2 separate regions of the Danio rerio genome follow, and region 1 is linked to region 2. A link is a contact called in public HiChIP or PLAC-seq data. All regions are on one chromosome and are shown on one strand. Each heading gives the region's core, a stretch centred on a gene start, on an enhancer-like site or on the middle of the called end of the contact. The rest is flanking DNA. Distances are from core to core; before and after follow the strand shown. Region 1 holds the start of nr4a2b (nuclear receptor subfamily 4, group A, member 2b). Region 2 holds the start of si:dkey-276j7.1.

Evidence for each region. HiChIP or PLAC-seq counts read pairs in DNA pulled down with a chosen protein or histone mark.
Region 1: an H3K4me3 HiChIP or PLAC-seq map of gastrula embryo shows a contact between it and region 2, with 2.5 times the contacts expected there. The contact joins the promoter of nr4a2b here to the promoter of si:dkey-276j7.1 in region 2. A contact is called at or near these places in 2 of 4 datasets of contacts at active chromatin or transcription factors (embryo and gastrula embryo).

Annotation. Positions count from the first base shown.
Region 1 is chr6:13,422,140-13,428,463 of GRCz12tu, forward strand. nr4a2b (nuclear receptor subfamily 4, group A, member 2b) reads left to right here and starts at 3,636. Exons shown (of 8, transcript NM_001002406.1): 1 at 3,636-3,768; 2 at 4,071-4,169; 3 at 4,422-5,272; 4 at 5,923-6,052; 5 at 6,153-6,316. The coding sequence starts at 4,424. gpd2 (glycerol-3-phosphate dehydrogenase 2 (mitochondrial)) reads right to left here and starts at 919. Exons shown (of 13, transcript NM_001045348.1): 1 at 875-919.
Region 2 is chr6:13,275,677-13,281,655 of GRCz12tu, forward strand. si:dkey-276j7.1 reads right to left here and starts at 2,370. Exons shown (of 8, transcript NM_001326548.1): 1 at 2,304-2,370; 2 at 1,741-1,814; 3 at 1,405-1,581. The coding sequence starts at 1,777. It overlaps si:dkey-276j7.2, which reads left to right and starts at 4,315. Exons shown (of 8, transcript XM_001332195.8): 1 at 4,315-4,498; 2 at 5,535-5,575; 3 at 5,662-5,716. The coding sequence starts at 4,325.

The DNA of each region.
Region 1 (6,324 bases), core at 2,386-4,885, 150 kb after region 2:
CAAAAAACAAACAAACCCCCCAAAAAATCTTACATTTACTTTAGGAACAGTATAGTGTACATAATGGACCAATATTTGAAGGTGTTATCAAATTAAACAATCACATTCACCGATTCACAAATTTAACAATCACTCTCCAATCTTGTGATGATGTAATAAACCTGTAATACGACATAACTTCCACATGTCCAGGTCCAGTCTGTGTACATGACTACTGTGCTGACAAGCTGGTGAAGGTCAAAGTAAAGCTATAATCTATCTCGACCTATTGCTCTGGGTAGGGATGCAAGTCATATCACTACATGACACTAGAGGAAGTGAATGAATCATTTTACTACACTGTTTGAGTTCACGCCTGTCCCGCATGGCTCGTTTATGGACACCCATGTGCAAAAGAGAGAAAGGAGACACAATGTCTGAAAGAGATCTCACAGATTATTTGACCAGAATCAAACGCTGAATATGTAAATGAGGCTAAATGTGTGAACATTTAAAAAAAAACTGTAGCATTAGCAGACTATAAGATCCTTCCTCAAATCGTTTTCACTTAATCTGAAACATCACAACAGCTTAAATCTTAAAGACAACAGTGATAGTGTAATCCATCCTGTCCATCTCTTGAACTCACACATATACAGAATCAAATCTCTACGATCGACATTACGACAAATACATCGTGCGATTATATGAAGCCAAGCCTGAAGCTATGAATATAACGCTTAAAACAATTCCGTGACAAATAGTGTAAGAATTGATGGACTGGAGCAACAGTGGATGGCTCGCATCCAAGAATAGACCGGACAGCCTCGACGGTCGACGTCAAAAGAAAACGGTAAATAGCCTAACACATCGACAAAATCAGGTTTTTACTTACTGCTTTTGGTGACGGTGATGATGATGGTGTCTAAAAGGAAAATTCATGGACAGTGAAGCTATCAACTGTGTGATGTTACAATGTTACTTATTGAGGAATCCAGGAAGTGCACTGACAGGAAGCGTTTGACTGACAGGCACACGGACGAATGAGTTTTGAGGATTCACAACGCTCGTCCAATCATATTTAGGTAGGCGTTTACTTGCGACTAGTTGTAAACGTATTTTGCAAGACCGTCATTAAAAATAAAGGACGATGCGTGACACGAAATACATTGTTTAATTCGGGGTTAAAGGGTAGTAGCTATAATCGAATGTATTTAGACGACATATAGGTTAACCTGTTGGGTTTTAAAAACTAAATGTGTTTATTTTTTAAAGAAAATAGTGTGAAAGTGTTGTTAATTCGAAAAATGTGTTGTTAATTTGGCGTTTTTTTAAACATTAAGATTGTTTTTTAAGGCATATTTTAAGATTATTTTTTTGCAAGAACGCGTTTATGCAAGAATATTTATTTTCTTGATAGCCTACTGCTATTTTCCTCTCTCTCTCTCTCTCTCTCTCTCTTTCTCTCTGTGATATTAAAAAGCTAAACTGAGCTGCGGGATGTACGACAGCACGCCCTTTGGAGTGTTTTAAAGGTATTATTTTGTTCTGTGGATTCTTCACGAGGCACTTTATCGTGTCAGTTTCACAGGTGAGACTCTCAGCCTGAAAAGTTCAGCGCGACCGCATCACGGGCGTCATGGAGTTGGAAGAAGCGGACGTAGCGATGACGCAACTCGCTTCAGTCCAAACAAAGTTGCCTCTGTTTCAGCGGGATTCCCTTCTCACAATGGAAAACCTTCAGCGCTCAGATAGAGAAGTGGAATCAGATGAAAAACATCCTAACCTACTGAAACTTTCCCTGCGCATGATGCAGGTAAAAACAGATGGCGTCACTGTATTACTCTGTTTCTTGTCCTGCATCCTTAATATTTAAAGAGATGAAGCAATTCGATCAGCATTGTTGCTAATTGCTATTAATGTCAGCTTTGCATTAATCTCTTAAAGTATGCTTTGGCTCTTCTTTAAAAAGTATATATTTATATGGTGGGTGTGTGTGCGTGCGTGTGTGTGTGCGTGCGTGCGTGCGTGTGTGTGTGTGTCAGTATGCTAATGTGTTTTTTGACATCATTTTATGCTTTTTTATTTTTAATAAATTTTTTATGATAAATGGCAACCTCTCATAACTTTCAGTCGCTTCTAAGTTTGTCCACTGATTGTATCTATCCAATTCATTGACATCACCTCCTCCACCCCCCCCTTCTCCCCCCCCCCCCCACTTTTATCAAGTTTTTATTTATTTATTTATTTATTTATTTTTACTATTATTATTTTATTTACTCCTTTTTATTTAATATTGTTGCTGTTATTATTGTCATTTCTCATTATATTGTTTTTTTATATATAAATGTTTTATTGTTCTGTCACAAAAGTATATATATATATATATATATATATATATATATATATATATATATATATATATATATATATATATATATATACGTAGAAATGTTAATGTTTATATAAATATTACTAATGCACATAAACACACACACACACACACACACAAACATACATACACACATTCACTATACACTTTTTAATGATTTTTTAAAGAAAATTATTCTGTTCATCAAGTCGACATTTATTAAGTATAAAACAATTGTTCAGTTGTCAAATACTTATTTCATAAATATTTATTTATTACTTATTGTATGTAGATTTAAATGAAATTATAACTCCAGTCATTATTGCTTTTATTACTATTACCATTATTATTATTATTATTATTAATAACAATAATAATTGATATTAGAGTGATTTCTGTATGATCATGTGACTTTGAAGACTGAAGTAATGAAGCTGAAAATTCCTCTTTAAAATCACTGAAGTATATATATATTTAAATTTTAAACTACTTTTGAAAAGTTATTTTATAGTGCAATAACATTTCACAATAAAAGTGAATGAGTATGTGTGAATGAGTGTTTGTGGGTGTTTCCCAGAGATGGGTTGCAGTTGGAAGGACGTCCGCTGCGTAAAAACGTGCTGGATAGGTTGGCGGTTCATTCCGCTGTGGCGACCCCAGATTAATAAAGGGACTAAGTCGGCAAGAAAATGAATGAATGAATGAATATTACAATATTACAATGTGTACTGTTTTTTTGATTAAATACAGCTTCGGTGAGCACGAGAAGTTTATCTTGAAACATTTCAAAATCATACTGACTCAACTTTAAAACCGGTGGTGTATATATAATAATAATAATAATAATAATAATAATAATAATAATAATAATAATAATAATAATAATAAAACAGAAGAAGAAGTCTGTGATTTGATTTGTTTGTGGTCACTGACAATTCTCCAAAAATAGCACACTGGTATTCTACAACAATTCTTACAACAAAAAACCCACTTCTTTGCTTTAAATCGGTGAGATCTGATCTTGTGTAGGTGGTTTCTATATTAGGCAAACAGATAATGTGTAGGAAATTCAACTCATCTGACCCAGTGGACAGCCCCGCGTATGCAAACGCACATACAATTGAGTTGCGCACTGCGCGCAAAGACAGCACGGAAGGAAGAACAGTGCCTCTGTCCAGCCACCGGCTCGCGTCAAGGGTTGACGCGAATGACGTCACGCCCTGTTAGCACGTGGGATGTGGCATTCAGAGTTCTCATAAACAAAGGCACATTGCGCTCGAGCTCCAGTCTTCGCTTGCAGTCGAAGGAGTAAGGTGCTCAACGGCATTGGTTCTATACATGCAAACCTAACTTCTGGGCTATCAGCAGGAACACCTACATGGATACATAATTTGCAACTTATTCGACAGCGTCTTGAGGTATGTAACAGTTATTAAACTCTTTTCGGGAGTTTGTTGGTAGAATGTTAACCAATATGTGTATTATTAATGCATAATCTTTTTACTTAAGGTATTTTTTATTTGCTTTTACCTTTAAATGCTGAAATGTTTAAATGTTGATTTTGCAAACTCTTTAACGTTGTTTTAAGTTAAGTTGAAGTAATTTGACTGCCTTGATCTCACAAAAATGCACCACGTTTTCGTGCTAAAATGGTCGGATATATAATGCAGATCTTGTCATACAGAAGAAAGGCTGATGAAAAAAAATATTCCTTTTACAGAAAAGCAAGCGAACGAAGAGACGCTCTGACATCAACCGGTACAAGAGCCCTGACTTCAGAGATTGTTCCACGAGAGATAAAAGTAGCAGGTGTGCGGAGGTAAACTAAAGCAGGCCAGGGAAATGCAGAAAGTTTGCATACATGCTTTCCGATGGAAAGTGATGCGTTTAATTGCCTCTCTTACGCAGATGGTTAACAGTGAAAATAAATAATGAATTCTTATAAATAAAATGCCTTTCTTTATAACAAATAGACACTCGTTTTCACATGTGTAAATCTAGGAAATATCTGCACAAATAATATGCACATTGTCAGAGAAAGCTATAACAATTGAGTTTTCTAACACTGCAGCCATGCCCTGCGTCCAGGCTCAGTATGGGACATCACCTCCAGGAGCCAGCCCTGCATCTCAGAGTTACAGCTACAACACCACGGGAGAGTACAACTGCGACTTCTTAACGCCGGAGTTTGTCAAGTTTAGCATGGACCTGACTAACGCAGAGATAGCTGTCACTTCTTCGCTCCCCAGTTTCAGCACCTTCGTGGACACCTACAACTCCAACTACGACGTGAAGCCTCCCTGCCTCTACCAAATGGCCCACTCTGGGGATCAGCTGTCCATCAAGGTGGAGGAGATACCCGCACACGGCTACCATCAGCAGCAGCACCATCAGCCGCATCAGGCTGAGGAGAGCATACCCCATACCGGAGCTATATACTATAAACCATCCACTCCAAACATCTCCCAGTCCCCCAGTTACCCAACGGCTCCACATCATACGTGGGAAGACACCGGATCCCTTCACAGCTTTCACCAGAACTACCTGGCGACGTCACATATTATGGACCAGCAGCGGAAAAACGCGATGTCTCGGTTATTCTCGTTCAAGCAGTCTCCGGTTGACACGCCGATGCCAAGCTGCCAGATGCGCTTCGATGGATCCCTGCACGTGTCCATGGGCCCGGACACCGCACATCGCGCGCTGGACAGTTTTGCTTTGCCGGCTCCTCCGAGGAAACAGCACGGTGTGGGTTTATCCCATTCCCTAAACGTCGGGCACCCCTTACTGGAAAGCCCGGTGGCATCACCGCAGGCTAGAGGATCTCCGTCCAGCGAGGGTTTGTGCGCTGTGTGCGGGGACAACGCAGCCTGTCAGCACTACGGAGTGCGCACATGCGAGGGGTGCAAAGGATTCTTTAAGGTAAAAATTAGCCAATGACCACAAATCTTTTATTCAAAGTACATTTATTATGGGCCCTCGGCACTTGTTTTTTGCATGGAAATGACTGTAGTTCATGGTTCACCCTTTGCAGTCAGGGTCTGAACCTATAACCTTATGTTGCCAACCCTACTAGAGATTGGAACACAGTTTAGGACTGGTCTGGTACACACAGTATTCCCTTATTTATCTCAGTTGTATTGATTTGACCCGATGTGCACCCAGGGACACCTCCGCTCATCTCCGCCACTATTACGCTCGTCCAGAATTAAATTGGTTTGTGCTTAGAGTCGTATTGCGCCTAACCGTGCGTAACGGAACTCCCAGTGGTGACATTAAGACAGCTCTTTATGTCACCCTCGTGATAGAATAATCTCACTAATCCGACAAGAGGGGTCGCCGAGAGAGCGCCGGGGGACCCCAAATTATGACTGCCCACGGATCTGTATTTACCGAATGTCTGCCCTGTCCGGCCCTTGAATGTATTACACAGCTTTGGGTTGGAGTGCAGGGTTTGAGTGTCCTATTCTATTGTGATCTCACATTGTGATTGCAGTTCAAGTTGTTTCTGTGCGAATGGAGTTGATTTACATGCAATTAATACACATCATACATGTGCTGTTTCTCCATAGCGCACGGTGCAGAAAAACGCCAAATACGTTTGTCTGGCGAACAAAAACTGTCCTGTGGACAAAAGACGGCGAAATCGATGCCAATATTGCCGTTTTCAAAAGTGCCTGGTCGTTGGGATGGTAAAGGAAGGTAATGAGCACTTTTTTGGTTTTGTTCACATCTCAGTTGTTTATTTGTAGTGAGAGTCCTGCAGTGTCTATAACCAGTATATATTTATTATTTTTTACAGTTGTCAGAACCGCCAGCTTAAAAGGTCGAAGAGGTCGCCTCCCCTCCAAACCTAAAAGTCCGCAGGATATCCCTGTCTCTTTCACACCCGTCAATCTCCTGAACGCACTAGTGAGAGCGCACATAGACTCCAACCCCTCCATGGCCCGTCTGGACTACTCTAAAGTGAGCTT
Region 2 (5,979 bases), core at 1,120-3,619:
ATTATTAAAACTGATATTCAGCAAGAGACAGGGTATGCTTTGTATTTTCAATGAAACTGAAATGAGGCAGTGATGTTATAAACTCTGTTTTATATTATATATTGTATATAACTACATACAGAGAAGATGACGGTGATACAAACATGCAGCTACATGACGCCTCAACATTTTTGGTGTCTGTTAAGTTGCTAATATCAAAATGAAAATAGGCAGTTTCTCAGTATATGTTTTCATTTTATTGTTAAGATAGTGAAACAACGTATCCAGGTTTATGTGAATGAGGTTATAGAGTACACTGTTCCCTTTCAAAGAATTACCCAAAGTGTCCTGAGGAGATTGTTTTTCATATCAAACTTGCGAAGTCTGAACTTGCAAGGAAAAGATGGAAGACAGAACTGTGTGTGGGATACTTAATATTGAGAAAAGGCCCGAATCAGATCTGTCTGCAGCCGAGCCTCCGTTTTCCCCCATTCACACTAACATGAAGCAGCAGCGGTTTAAAATGAAAACGGCCTCTTTAGCGTTTCCAAAACGCTTCATTATCGGCACTCGAAAACTCCAGCGGTGTGGACGGATGGCGTAACCATAGCAAAACTTGTGCGTTTTAAAACTAAAACGTATTAGCGTAAACAGGGCCTTAGTGACAAAGCTACACTGGCCTGATTAGGCCAGAAACGATCCTGTCTACTGTCCCAAGCATCTCACACGCTGGAAGAATACATCTATTAATGTATTTATTTATGTTTGTTAACATTAATTATTCATTGTTACTTCATGCTAACTCATCATTCAATATATAATGTTAACAAGCACAGCGTTGGATTTTAATAATGCGTTAGAAAATGTTGAACTATGATAAATACATGATATATAAATCTTGTTCACTGTTTGTTAATACACTGTTTGTTCAAGTTCACTTGTTTGTTCAAGTTAAAAACTGTTTGTCAAGTACACTAACATCAGCTACGTATTGTAAAGGATTTTAATTGTGTTAAACCACAATTTCTTTTCTTTTTTTTTTAAAGATTTATTTTTGGCCTTTTTTAGATAGGACAGTATTGAGACAGTAAGCAAAGTGGGAGAGAGAGAGAGGGGGTAGGGTAGGGAAATGTCGTCGAGCCGGGATTTGAACTTGCGACGCCCCCGGCGTGCTATTGCACCATATGTCCGCGCGCTAACCACTAGGCTATTGCGCCGACTAAACCACAATTTCAACGTTTAACTACACAAAAAATTCACAGAATATGTGTGAAGATTATATTTAAAGTTTCAGGATATTTAATCGCTACCTAAGATTCACTTTGTACCTTTCCTAAAGAGTAAGAATAAATAGGGCTCTATTTTATAACATAGTAAAAAGACAAACAAGAAAGTGGCTGTTTTACAAAAGTGTGACACATTTACCTCTCTGTCCTCCTTGTTTTGCAAGTTTCACATAATCCGAGTCTGAGGCCTGAATCCCCACGCGGCGTCCTTTAGTCCTTTCTTCGGGAGTGGTCTCTGCAGTTGCAGACAAACCTGGGATCTGGGACGAGGGTCCAACTGCTCCGTTTGAACTAGCATTCTGAGCTTGTTTTACACCTACAATTCAGTTAGAATATCTGCTTTATTATGCAAAGATTTGAACCAAAAAATCTTATAAGAGCAACATCTATGTGTCATTATTTGTAAGTAATTCAAGCATGCAGTGATCTTGTAAAGAAGACAATAGGGTACTGTGTTTCTCTGAAGGGCCATTACCCGGTTTCGTCCGGCGATAGTTGGGCTCGGCGGCCATGACTGGTGTTTCAGTGGTCAGTGGTGGTTAGGTAGCTCTGCAATTCCACAAACAGTAAAGTTGAGTGCTTCACATTTGTTTAAAAGGGGAGGTCAGCTGAACTGTTGTTCATCAATGCGTTCTTATATCATCAAATTAAATCGCGAATTACTGTCAGTGTCAACTCGACATATTGGGCACCAGTCATTATTGTCTAGTCATCCGCGTATTTACAGCTTTTGAAGCTAACAACGCGAATGGATAACGCCAACATATACCGTCTGAGGTGATTTTAGCAAATTCTCCTAGGGTTTTTCTTGTTTATGGGTTAGCTGGCGAGTCAACCTGGTCGCCTAGTAACAAAAGCAGCATCAGGACCACAAGCACCTTCTATATAAGGCGAGTCGAGTATTAGCACAAATTTTAAAAGTGAAAATCACAGACATTACTGATAAAAGCACATTTTAATGAGGTATTCGAACATTTTAAATGCATGGCTATTCATATTAATGATGCTACAGAAAGATGTGGAAAAGACAAAGCTTACGTCGTGTAAAGCAGCGCTGAGAAGGGGGACGCCTAGATTCTGCTCTTCTTCATTAGTCTGAACTGCGTATGTGGCTGAGAGACGCCTTTCCTGCCACCTACTGGACAGGGAATACTCTTCCTCCACATCCTCCACAAACACACGATCATTACAGCTCTTTTTAGAGTTGTTTCTTTAATTGATCACAACAATTCAAAGAGATTTAAATGTAAAACAATTATTGTTGCATTACAACACACATTCACACATTCATTTCATCCAATTGCTCTATAATAAATTACATAAACAGCTAGAGTTAAATTCATTGTTATTTTTATGTCATTAGAAAATAAAAACAACAATGTATTAAACAAACAGTAAAGCAAATGCAAGTAAAAACACAATTTACATCCATTTAACAAGAATTCACATAAGAAATATTAAGAAACTGTTTACACCTATGATTACATACAATGAGTGAATTATTCCCAATTTTCTTTGTTGTTTAATTGACAAATAACAATTTAAGACCTTGATCTAGATTAATAGAATAGATTTATTTTTTATTTATTTTCGTTAAGCTTCTTACTTTTAACAAAAGATGAACGGATAATTTCATGAAAGGTTTGCATTGTCACTTAACAAACATCTAAAATAATTGATAGCCTACTTTTACAGTTAAATGAATAGAAACAGGTGACATGGTGGCTCAGTGGTTAGCACTGTCGCCTCATAGCAAGAAGGTCGCTGATTCGAGTCTCAACTAGGTCAGCTGGCATTTCTGTGTGGAGTTTACATGTTCTCCCCATTTTGGTTTCCTCCGGGTGCTCCAGTTTCCCTCAGTCCAAAGACATGCGCTGTAGGTGAATTGAATAAATTAAATTGTCTGTATGGGTGTGAATGAGTGTGTATGGATGTTTTTCTATACTGGGTTGCAGCTGGAAGGGCATCCGCTGTGTAAAACATATGCTGGATAAGTTGGTGGTTCATTCCGCTGTGGCGACCCTAGATTAATAAAGGGACTAAGCTGAAGGAAAACGAATGAATGATTCAGTTTCATCTGATTACAATTCAAAGGGTAGCGATGTAATTACAAAACAATTATTGTTGCACATACACATTTTCCTCCAATTGTTTTATAATAATAAACATAAACAGCTTAATCAGCTGCAGCTTTGTTATTCTTTTATGTCATTCATTTTCTTTTTGGCTTAGTGCCTTAATCTGGGGACGCCACAGCGGAATGAACCGCCAGTTATTCTTTGTGTTATTAGAAAATAAAAACAACAATGCAATTAGCAAACAGTACTGCCAATACATGATTTTTTTAAAAAAGTGACATCTATTTAACCAGCATTGACAAAGAAATAAAACGGAATTAATGAAACCAAATGAGTAAATTATTATTTATTTTCCTTGTTGTCTGATTGACACAGAATAATTTAAGAGCTTAATGTAGATTAAAAGAATAGATTGATCAATGGATTTTTAAATTGAACAATTTCAACAAAAACAGACAATTCCCTGGCAGACTTACATTATCTCTTTACAAACATCGCAAATAATTCATAGTTGTACAGTTTAATTTATAAAAAAAAAAAAAAAATCACAAAATACAGTTCATTACTATTGTTTTTTGTTTGTTTGCTTGTTTTCTTTTTTACTTTAATGACATTTTTAAATGTTTTTTGCTCATTTTAAATATCTTGATGAAATGTTAAAAGTTTAAAAATCTGAGTAAATACGAGCCAAAATTGTGCCAACAATTTAGTGTATTTTCATTGAATTGATTTATTCACAATTATCTAAATGTTTCTATAACTTCCTAATGTACGGTTTGTTATTAAACGAGTTGCAAACTTAAAGCTAATGTTGACTATGAAAACATAATTCTTCATAATCTTGCGTTGTCAGACTTCCAGTAATATGAAGAGTTTGCAGAGAGTGAAGCCCCGGGGACTTCACAGCGATGACGTCACTTCCATTGAGAGGCGCGCGCTTGTAAAATTCCGGAGCAGCGTCGCTTTGAGCTGCAGACAGAGATGTCGACGACACACACACTGAAGATGAGCGCTTCTGTACAATACATCAGAAAACTACTGGGCAAAAGCAGCTGCGCCACAAACAACTTGCTAAACACTGGACACAAAATACAAAGGAAAACTAGTGACTGTAAAACTACCAAAAACAAAGACGGAAAAACCCTTACAAGAAAGGTAGGCTAAGTGACTTTTTCTCATTGACTTTGCACCGTAAAAATGTAACGATTAAAAAGTCAAGACAACAAATATGTTTATGCTGTTTTAACTCATTTAAATAAGTTTTTGGTTTCAACATTTTAAAGTTATTTTTACTCAATTTGATTGATGTAAGTTGATATGACTAGAAAAGTTCATTTGATTCAACTAAAAAAATGAGAGCAGCGAGGTTTTTTACAGTGTGAGGCATTTCTTAAGTTTATAACTATTCTAATATTTTTTAATTTGATATTTATAAGTAGTTGATAATCTAATGGTAGTATGGATGTTAAAGCTTGTACTTATATTTAGTATTTAAATACATTTCTTTTATGTGTTCTTGTTGAAAAGTATACACTATAAATGGTGATTACTTTATTTTAAAAGTAATTTAAAAGTAGGTTTAAAACATTGCCTAAAAAATGACAATTTGTAACTTGGAACAGTTAAGTTGACTTCATTTTATATAGTTAATTTACTTAATAATTTTAAAACAAGGTTTACTCCACTTTTTTAAAGTAAAGTCAACTAATTTCTATTAAGGATTTACTCACTTTTTTAAGTAAAGTCAACTTATCGCTTTGCAAGTAAAGGGTTTACTCACGTTATTAAGTAAAGTCAACTAATCGCTTTACAAGTAAAGGGTTTACTCACTTTTTTACCTAATCACTTTTTATATGCGCATAATTAAATGAAGTATGCCTCTACTTTGGTTTATTAAATGTAACTGTAAATGTCTATGCCTATGGTTTTTAATTAGAATATGCATATAGAAAATTCTTTGTAAGTATCTTTTTCTATTCTCGTATTTTATTGTGAGATGTATATTTTGTACTAATTCTTGTATGTAAACAACTGAAAACAAAAATTAATAAATTGCATGAGATAACATATAACTAAACCCATTTGCCAAATGTGATGAATGAATTAATATTCTTTACTTTTGCGCCATGACACTGTAAAAATAAAAGGAATTGTATTTTATTAATTAAAATTGAGAAATGTTATCTTTTAGGTTGTGCAAACTCAAGATAAGACAGCAGAGCAGTGCATAAGGTAAAGTACTGATTACAGATTAATGTTAACCTAGATTTAGTCTGTTTACCTTAGTCTTGTTCTTACTCGTGTCTCTTTGTTAACAGGAAAAGTGTGATATTACGAAGAACAGAAAATGAAACTTTTGGCTTTGAAATCCAGGTAACCTCTTTACTCATGCAAACACACACACACACACACACAATCTCTCTCTCTCTCACTTTCTCTCTCTCTCTCTCTCTCTCGCTCTCTCTCTCTCTCTCTCTCTCTCTCTCTCTCCCTCTCTCTCTCTCCCTCTCTTCCTCTCTCCATCCTCATCATCTTTCCTCCGTTCATTCATTCATTCATTCATCCAAGCGTTGCGCTCCTGCCTGAAGGCTTATTATCTGTCAGGGATAATTGGATTTTGTATGATGAATTGATTG